2 separate regions of the Sus scrofa genome follow, and region 1 is linked to region 2. Evidence: chromatin contacts called from public Hi-C data. All regions are on one chromosome and are shown on one strand. The core of a region is the stretch at or near the end of the contact, and the rest is flanking DNA. Distances in the headings are between cores, read along the strand shown. Region 1 has its middle 24 kb from the start of KRT19. Region 2 holds the start of LOC100737030 (keratin, type I cytoskeletal 42).

The links. A called contact is a pair of places that touch in the nucleus more often than the background predicts.
Region 1: a contact with region 2 is called in a Hi-C map of omental adipose tissue, with 1.9 times the contacts expected there. The contact joins the enhancer-like site here to the promoter of LOC100737030 in region 2. A contact is called at or near these places in 18 of 47 Hi-C or Micro-C datasets (alveolar macrophages, brain, embryonic fibroblasts and 11 more) and 1 of 2 datasets of contacts at active chromatin or transcription factors (skeletal muscle).

The regions. Positions count from the first base shown.
Region 1 is chr12:21,089,693-21,093,679 of Sscrofa11.1, reverse strand. No RefSeq gene overlaps it. Among named protein-coding and RNA genes, the nearest start is that of KRT19, 24 kb to the left of the region's middle. Within about 2 kb of position 1,814, at least 26 of the 83 cell types and tissues checked have an H3K27ac peak or open chromatin away from gene starts, as enhancers often do. A contact at or near this core is called in omental adipose tissue, where this site is marked.
Region 2 is chr12:21,011,975-21,015,730 of Sscrofa11.1, reverse strand. LOC100737030 (keratin, type I cytoskeletal 42) reads right to left here and starts at 1,549. Exons shown (of 8, transcript XM_003482983.3): 1 at 957-1,549. The coding sequence starts at 1,418.

The DNA of each region.
Region 1 (3,987 bases), core at 565-3,064, 78 kb before region 2:
TGGGAGCAGCTGGGTGTGGCTGGGGGGTAAAGTCAGAGGAGAGAATCAGAGGGGAGGAGGCGGGGAAGGCCTCCCGGGGAACACAAGTCCAGACCTGCGCTTTCTCGGAAGAGAGAGCAGTACTGATTCTGAAGCTGTCAGGGGTGGGGGGATTGGGTTGCATGGGTGGGAAGGGAGCTGGGCTAAATGGAGTACACCACTGAGGGACAACGACAAAGCCGAAACTGGCCAGGACTGGTGCTTCCATAAAACAGTGGAATGAATGCCACACAGTGGCACTAACCGGCGCCCAAGGGCCCACCCGTCCTTCTGGGGCAATATTTGCTCCCTCAACTCAAGAGGCCAACTATGTTTATTTGGAAATGGGACAGACTCTGGCCTTTCAGCTTCCCCAGGCCTGTTTCCCCCAAACCACACCTCCCTGCAACTGCACACCTGGTGCTGGCAGCAGCTGCAGGTGTCCTGCTCAGCCGGCCCCTCCACCTGCAGGGTCCTCACTCTCAGCCATCACAGGTCCAAGCCGGACCCTCCAAAGGTGTGCAAGTCCTAATGCCCAGAACTGGTGAACATGCATCCCACGTGGCAAAAAGGGACCAAGCAGATGTGATGAAGTTAAGGCTCTTGCAATGGATCATTGTCCCGGATCATGGAAAAGGGCACCAGGTGATCACAAGGGGCCTTGTAAGAGGGAAGCAAATGGTCCAGAGGTGGCCCTGGAAAGAGAGGTTGGAGTGATACACTTTGGCCGCACCTGCCATATGGAAGTGCCCAGGCTAGGGATCAAATCGGAGCTGCAGCTGTCGGCCTACCTATGCCACAGCCACGGCAATGCCAGATCCTTAATGAGGCCAGGGATCAAACCTGCATCCTCCGAGATACTAGTCAGGTTCATAACCCACTGAGGCACAATGAGAAATCCCTGGAGTGGTGCACTTTGGAGGAGGAAAGGGCCAAAAGCCTAGGAACCCAGGCGGCCCTGGAAGCTGGAAAAGACCAGGAAACGGATTCTCCCCCAAAACCTCCAGGAGGAACGCCATTCTGCAGAGACCTTGATTTTAGCCTGTAGGACCCATTTCAGGCTTCCGAAACTCCGGAACTGTAAGATAGTAAGCTTGTGTTGTTTTAAGCCACTGAGTCTGTGGTAACTTTTTCAAGCAGCAGCAGGAAATCAATACACCACCTTCAAGGCCCTGTGACTGCTGTCACCCTCTGCTCCCCAACTCCTTCCCACCTCTGACCTGCCTTGAGCTTTATCTGACCCTCTCCTGGGGCTGTCCCACCCCACATCTCCTGGTGATAGCTTATAGCCTCTGATCTCCTCAACCAGGTGATGAGTTTCCTGGGGGCAAGGTTTATATTTTATCATATTGATTATATTTATATTTGTCTCCCACCCCCTGATAATTCTATCGCTTCCTTCCAGAACTAGTCTCCACCCTTCTCGGCCTGGCTCTGTGCCCCAAGGCTGATCTCCGCGGCCCCTTTGGATCAGCCAATGGGAAGCGGCTGCCGGAGGTGGGCGGGAGGCAAGAGCGAGGCGGGCACGTACTCCCCCTGCAGGGCAGCTGAGGTCACTGCTCCTGCGGGGCAGCCCTCTGCGCAGAGCCCTCCCCAGCTCCCGGCTCCCCTCCCCTACTGGCCCCTTCAGTTTCCAGGCTCCCCTCCCCCCATTGCTACCCCATCCTTGCTCCTGTCCAGACCTCCAAAAACAGTTCTTCCTCTAAAGTGCATTCAGCTGACCCTGAGTGTCAGCATATCCTGCAGGCACCCTGAGCCATGCCGGTGTGGCTCAAGTCCCAGTGGGAGGTCAGCTGCCCTGGACCTGGTGCAAGTGCAGACACCGCCCCGTCTGTCTGTCTTAGATGGTATCCCCACCAGGGCTGGGAGGGGCCCACGGGGCATTCTCCTCCACCCCCAGCCCCAGGAGCAGGAAGAATGGCCTTAGCAAGGGGGAAGGGCGGGGAGCAGAGGCGGTGGGCAGCAGAAGAGGGGAGAGAAGCAGCCTGACCCTCATCGGTTCCCTGGACCATGCCCCCCACACAGGCACACACGCTGAGCTGTCCCAGGGCACATTTCTCCTGTAGCTCCACCCCTGCTCCCGGAGCACACCCGCAGGATAAGAGCTGGTGTGGGGCTGGCGCCGCCGGTGCCATGCCCTCGCCTCCTTCCGCAGGGCTGCCTCCAAGCCTGGTATCTGGTGCCTGGTGCTGCCGGACTTGGCCGGCCCCCGCACTCCCGCCCCTTCACTCCACAGTGTCTGGGCTGCTGAGTGATTCAGCCCACATCCTTCACACCCTGCCCAGGCCCTGGCCCTGATCCCGCCAGCCCTGGCCGCTCTCAGCGCCATCGCCGCACCGGCTGCAACAGCCTGAGCAGTGCGGCCCACGCCCTGCACCCCAGAGTCCAGGGAAGCTCACCCCTGCCTCAGGGAGACACAGCAGGGCTCTGATGGCACAGCCTGGACCCTGCAGCCCCACATTTCCTACACCAGCTACCCAAGATGAGGCACCAGGACATAATTCGTTATGTCCACTTCTTACAACAATCTTCCCAGAGATATCATAACCACCCGTCTCACAGATGATACTGCGGCACAGAAAATTAAGTGACTTGCTGAAGGACACAGGGACAGGGGGCCGGGGAGCTGCTGTCCTTAGTAGCTGGCTGGTCTCAGTACCCGTGACAAGGATCCTGCCTGCCCACCTCCCCAGGCTATTCGGAGGTTCCGAGAGAAGAGGGGATCACAAGGCGGATCAGAGGCGGTGGGGTCCACTCCGGAGCTTCAACCAGTAGTTGCCGGCTCAGGGCGGGGCGGGGGCGGGGGGGGACTGACAAAGCTCCTCCCTTTGTCTTCAGCAGGCTGAGCGCCCTCCGCAGGTTCAAGCGGGACTCCCGGGACCCGGCCAACTCGGCGCCAAAGCGCCCCCTGGAGGTCCCGGGACCTGGCCAACTCGGCGCCGCCCTGACAATTGATACAGCCCCCCTCTTACTGCATTTCTGACTGTGCCCAGTTCTTAGGGTTAGAGGGGTCGGTCTGGGAAAGGACAGGCCCTACACTCCAGGCTACTCCCCGGCCCCCCTATGGAGAGCAGACGGGCACCGAGCTGAGAGGGGTACGAAGAAAGAGTCCCAGAAAGACTGGAAGTCCAAAGACTCCGATTCTAGCTGCGTGACCCTAGGCATGTGTCTTTCCTTCTTTGGGCAACAAAGGAGTGAAGGAGGCCATCGAAGGAAAGATACCTCCCCTCTTAGCGCTAAGATTGTCCGACACCAGTTTCCTCGGGTGTAAAATGGCCACAAGGGGCCGCTGCAGCCACAGCTGTGAAGGAATCGGAAGCTGATGGAAACTGCCCGCATTTCCCAATTTAACGACCCTGGCTTTTGCCACCCCCCATCCGCCCCCCCCCCCCAGGCCATCAGCCCAGCCTCCTTCCTCCCAGTACCATCCTTGCTGGCATCATAATGTCACTCAAATGTTTAAAACCTTCCCAGAATAGGCCAGTGCCCTGGATTCCCAGTTCTATTCAGGGTGGAATTTCATGGGACCCTTAGGAGATCAAGCTATGGAAAGCTGAACAAATTAGGAGGATAGATCTAGTGAGATCTAGAAACACTCCCAAATCTCTTGTAAGGGGATGAGACAAGTTGCCAAAAGGAAATCCCACCAGCCATGGAATCCCATGCACGTGGGCTCAAAACCAAGGAGGTAGGGAGTTCCCGACCAGCTGTTGATCCTTAGACAAGTCACTGAACCTCTCTGAACTTTGGTCCCCCCAGAACCACCTTATAGGAGGAAACACTCTGGGAGGAATGGGGTTAGTATTTGAACTGGGGCGGGGGGGGCTACCACCAAGCTCCCACGACCCCCAGCAGTTGCCCTGCACAGATAGGAAATGTGGGTGTAAGCAAGGGGCTCATAGCAGCCTCGGCGCAGCCCCCAAGATTGCTCTAGAAATTGAACACTAGAGGATTCCACAGCCTAACCCT
Region 2 (3,756 bases), core at 300-2,799:
CTGGGAGTTCCTGTCGTGGCACAGTGGTTAACGAATCCGACTAGGAACCATGAGGTTGCAGGTTCGATCCCTGCCCTTGCTCAGTGGGTTGACGATCCGGCATTGCCGTGAGCTGTGGTGTAGGTTGCAGACGTGGCTTGGATCCCACGTTGCTGTGGCTCTGGCATAGGCCAGGGGCTACAGCTCCGATTAGACCCCTAGCCTGGGAACCTCCATATGCCGCGGGAGCGGCCCTAGAAAAAAAGGCAAAAAGACAAAAAAAAAAAAAAAAAAGAAAGAAAGAAAAGAAGAAAACACAGCTCCTTTCCCCAGGGACTCCTGCCTCAGTCTGCAAGGAGAGACAGCCTCTGCCCTTAGGGACACCCAGAGGGACCATCACAGAAGGAGTAAGAAGGACCCACAACCAAAGCAGCTGTGAGAACATGTCAGACTCAGTGAAATCAGCACAGTGAGCAAAGCACAGGTGGAACCTCAAAGTGTAGAAGGGACCCCAAGATCTGAGGATAAAAGCCAAGTGCCATCCATTCAAGGAGGACTGCCTGGAGGAGGTGAGGCAGGCGAGGGAGTGGAGAGGATTCAGAAGGGTATGGGATCATGAAAAGGAGACATCCAGCCTCATCCCCCAGCAGCCACCTGGGTCCATGCTAATCTCCATACCCGGAAGGCCTTCTGCTGCCCTCAAGGTTCTGAAGCCTTCCCTGCCCACGTCCCCATCACCCACCCCAAATGCCCTCGCCCAGAAGGAGGCGCTCCAAACAGCCACCCGGTATGGGACGTCCTCCAGGACTTGGACCAGTGGCGGGCACAGGGCTGTGATCCAGAGCAAGGGAGAGAGTGAAGGAATGAAGGAAGGAAGGATGGAGACGTAGCAGGGAGAAGAAATGTCTGCCAGGTCCAAAGCTGAGACGGCGTGAGTCAGAAGCAGGTACCAAGGACAGAGGCCCGGCCGCTCCCACCTTGCTCCGCAGGTCCTCGATGGTCTTGAAGTAGGCGCTGTAGTCGCGGGCAGGCCCGGGGCCCTGCTTCTTGTACCAGTCGTGGATCTTCACCTCCAGGTCGGCGTTGGCCTCCTCCAGGGCGCGCACCTTGTCCAGGTAGGAGGCCAGGCGGTCGTTGAGGTTCTGCATGGTCTCCTTCTCACTGCCCCCCAGCAGGGCGTCGGCCACGCCAAAGCTGGAGCCGAAGCCCCCGCCCAGGCTGCAGGTGTAGCCCCCGCTGTAGCCACCCCCCAACCCCGCGGAGAAGCGGGACGAGGCCATGGACATGTTGCCGCAGGTACCGGCTCCCAGGAGGCTGGGGGCCCGGCAGGCGCCCCCAACGCGGATGGAGGAGACCCGAGAGAAACCCCCGCCGGGCACACACAGGCCCTTGACGGAGCCGGAGGTTGAGAACTGGCGGATGCTGGTCGTGGTGGCCATGGTGTCCACAAGTCGGATGGAGGATCTGGTCTGGACAGAGACCCCGGGCAGCCCTTTATAGCCAGGCTCAAAGGGGGGCTGGGTCCCTGGCCCTTGAAGTCAGAGCCAAACCCCCAGCCATGTAATTTGCTGCCACACCAGCCGCCCAGGGCCTGGGGCTCAGGCCGGACACACAGATCTCATCCGTGGGCCCCCTCCCCCGGCAGGAGCCTGGCCTGGGCACGAGGGCCTCTCAGCAGCCCATTGTCTGTTGGAAACAAAAGTGGGGCTGGAGCCGCAGCCCCGGGGCAGGGTGATCCTCCATCCTCAGCGGCAATTAGGCGGCTGAGCTCATTCTTGGGGGGAGACTAGAGAACAAGGCTCCACAGGCCTGGAGCCTGGGGCTGGGCTAGCCCCTCGCCCAGGATTCCTGAGTTCCAGATGCGGGCGCGCAGCCTCTCCCAGGCACAACCGGGCCCTGAGGCCACTCCCCAGGCTGGAGGGGGTGGGGGGGCGAAGCAGCCTCTGATCTGAGGGCCTCCCCCACTCCCACCCCATCTCCTGGGGTCATTCTAGGTCTGTGGGAGGAGAGGCACCCCTGGCCTGGACGCTGCCCTATCAGAGGCAAACAGACAGCAGAGCTTCAGATGCAAGCTTTCGGGAATCCGGTCCAAGAGCCTCAGTTGCCTCGTTTGTAAAATAAGGGTAAGGCCTGCTTCCCACAGTCTTTGACACCTGGGAGCCAGGAGGTCACCCTCGGGTGAGTCTGTGACATCGGTCAAGCTGGGCTGATGGAGAGGAAGCAGCAGAGTTTCGGGTGACCGCTCCTGCTCATCGCCCCCCACCCTGTACCCCTGTACCTGAGGAAAGACACTCCCCAGGGGCTCCCCGAGGAAGTGTGGGGTGCAGGGCCTGTGTGGCGGGCAGCTCTCCACCCATGGCGCCACGCCCTGGGGAAGGGCGGCCCCTGCGAGGGAAAAAGCGCAATCCCACATCCTGGCTGCTGGCACCTGCCCGCACCGACAAAGAGATTACCAACCTAATCTCCTCGGTGCTAATGATTTAGGCGCTGCCAGGACCCTGGCGTCTGCACGGGGCCTGTCTGAATGGGGAGCTTCCAGGGGCGGCGAGGCCCTGGGGCCAGGCAGGGGTGGGAGTGGGGGGGGCACGTGGGTGGCCTGGGCTCTCAGCCCACCCACAGGGACAGGGAGGGAGTTGGGGTTCCACGAGGATCAGAGCTGTTGTGCTGAGGCCAGACTGCTGGGCGGACTTCCTGCCTAGAAAGTGGGTGGCCTCGCTCGCAAGGGTGTCTCCTTGCTTGGACAGTGGGGGCTGCACGAGCTACTGAGAGAGGGACAACCTGGACTTTATCCTGCTCCCACCCTGCCCGTAAAGTCCGGGGGTCCCCAGGGTTGCTGGAGGTGGGGAGGGGGCCTCAAAGCCAAGACTAGGGAGCACGTCAGATCACCAGGGCTCCTCCAGGTCAGGAATCAGGGAGGACTTCTGCTCCTCCAGGAGAGTCTTGGGGGAGGGAACCAAGAGAACCCGGGGTCACCTGAGTGGGTCAGAGGCCAGCCTTGCACCAGCCTCACAGGGAATGACCTTCCCCCTCCCTGCTGCCAGGAACCCCTCTCCCTCTGACGGCCCTCGATCCTCCAGGCAGGCCTCCCTCGGTTCAGAGAAGTAAACTTGTTTGGTTTGGTTTGGTTTGCTTTGGTTTTGTCTTTTTCAGGCTGCACCTGCATATGGAAGTTCCCAGGCTAGGGGTCAAACCGGAGCTGCAGCTGCCCAGCCTACACCTCAGCCACAGTAACACGGGATCTAAGCCACATCTGCGACCTACACCACAGCTCACGGCAACACTGGATCCTTAACCCACTGAGCAAGGCCAGGATTCGAACCTGCGCCCTCGTGGATATTAATCGGGTTCGTTTCCGCTGAGCCGGGACGGGAACTCCAAGGGGTAGAGAATTTATGAACCTTCCTTTCTCCATCCCAGGTCACCAAGACTTCACCACCCCGCCCCCAAATCACTACGTCAGAGGTCTGGGCCTCGGTTTCCCACACCAGTGACCCCCCAGGCCCTTGGCCTCTGGGCTTTGGAGACTCCACCACCTGTGGGCTCCCTCTGGCACCTCACCCCAGAGGGCCTCCCTGGCTGAAGGGCAGGCCCAGCTCAGCCCCTGATCCCCAGGGGGAAAGGCGGAGTTAGACCCTCCAGAGAGCGAGGCCAGCCCGGGCAGGCCTACGATGACCTAGACATTCCTCCTGCACAGCTCAGGACAGCCCCGGCCAGACCCTCCCAAGCGCACCGCGAGGGACTGAGGCACGGGGTGCCTGAGCCGCAGGCAGGCAGGCA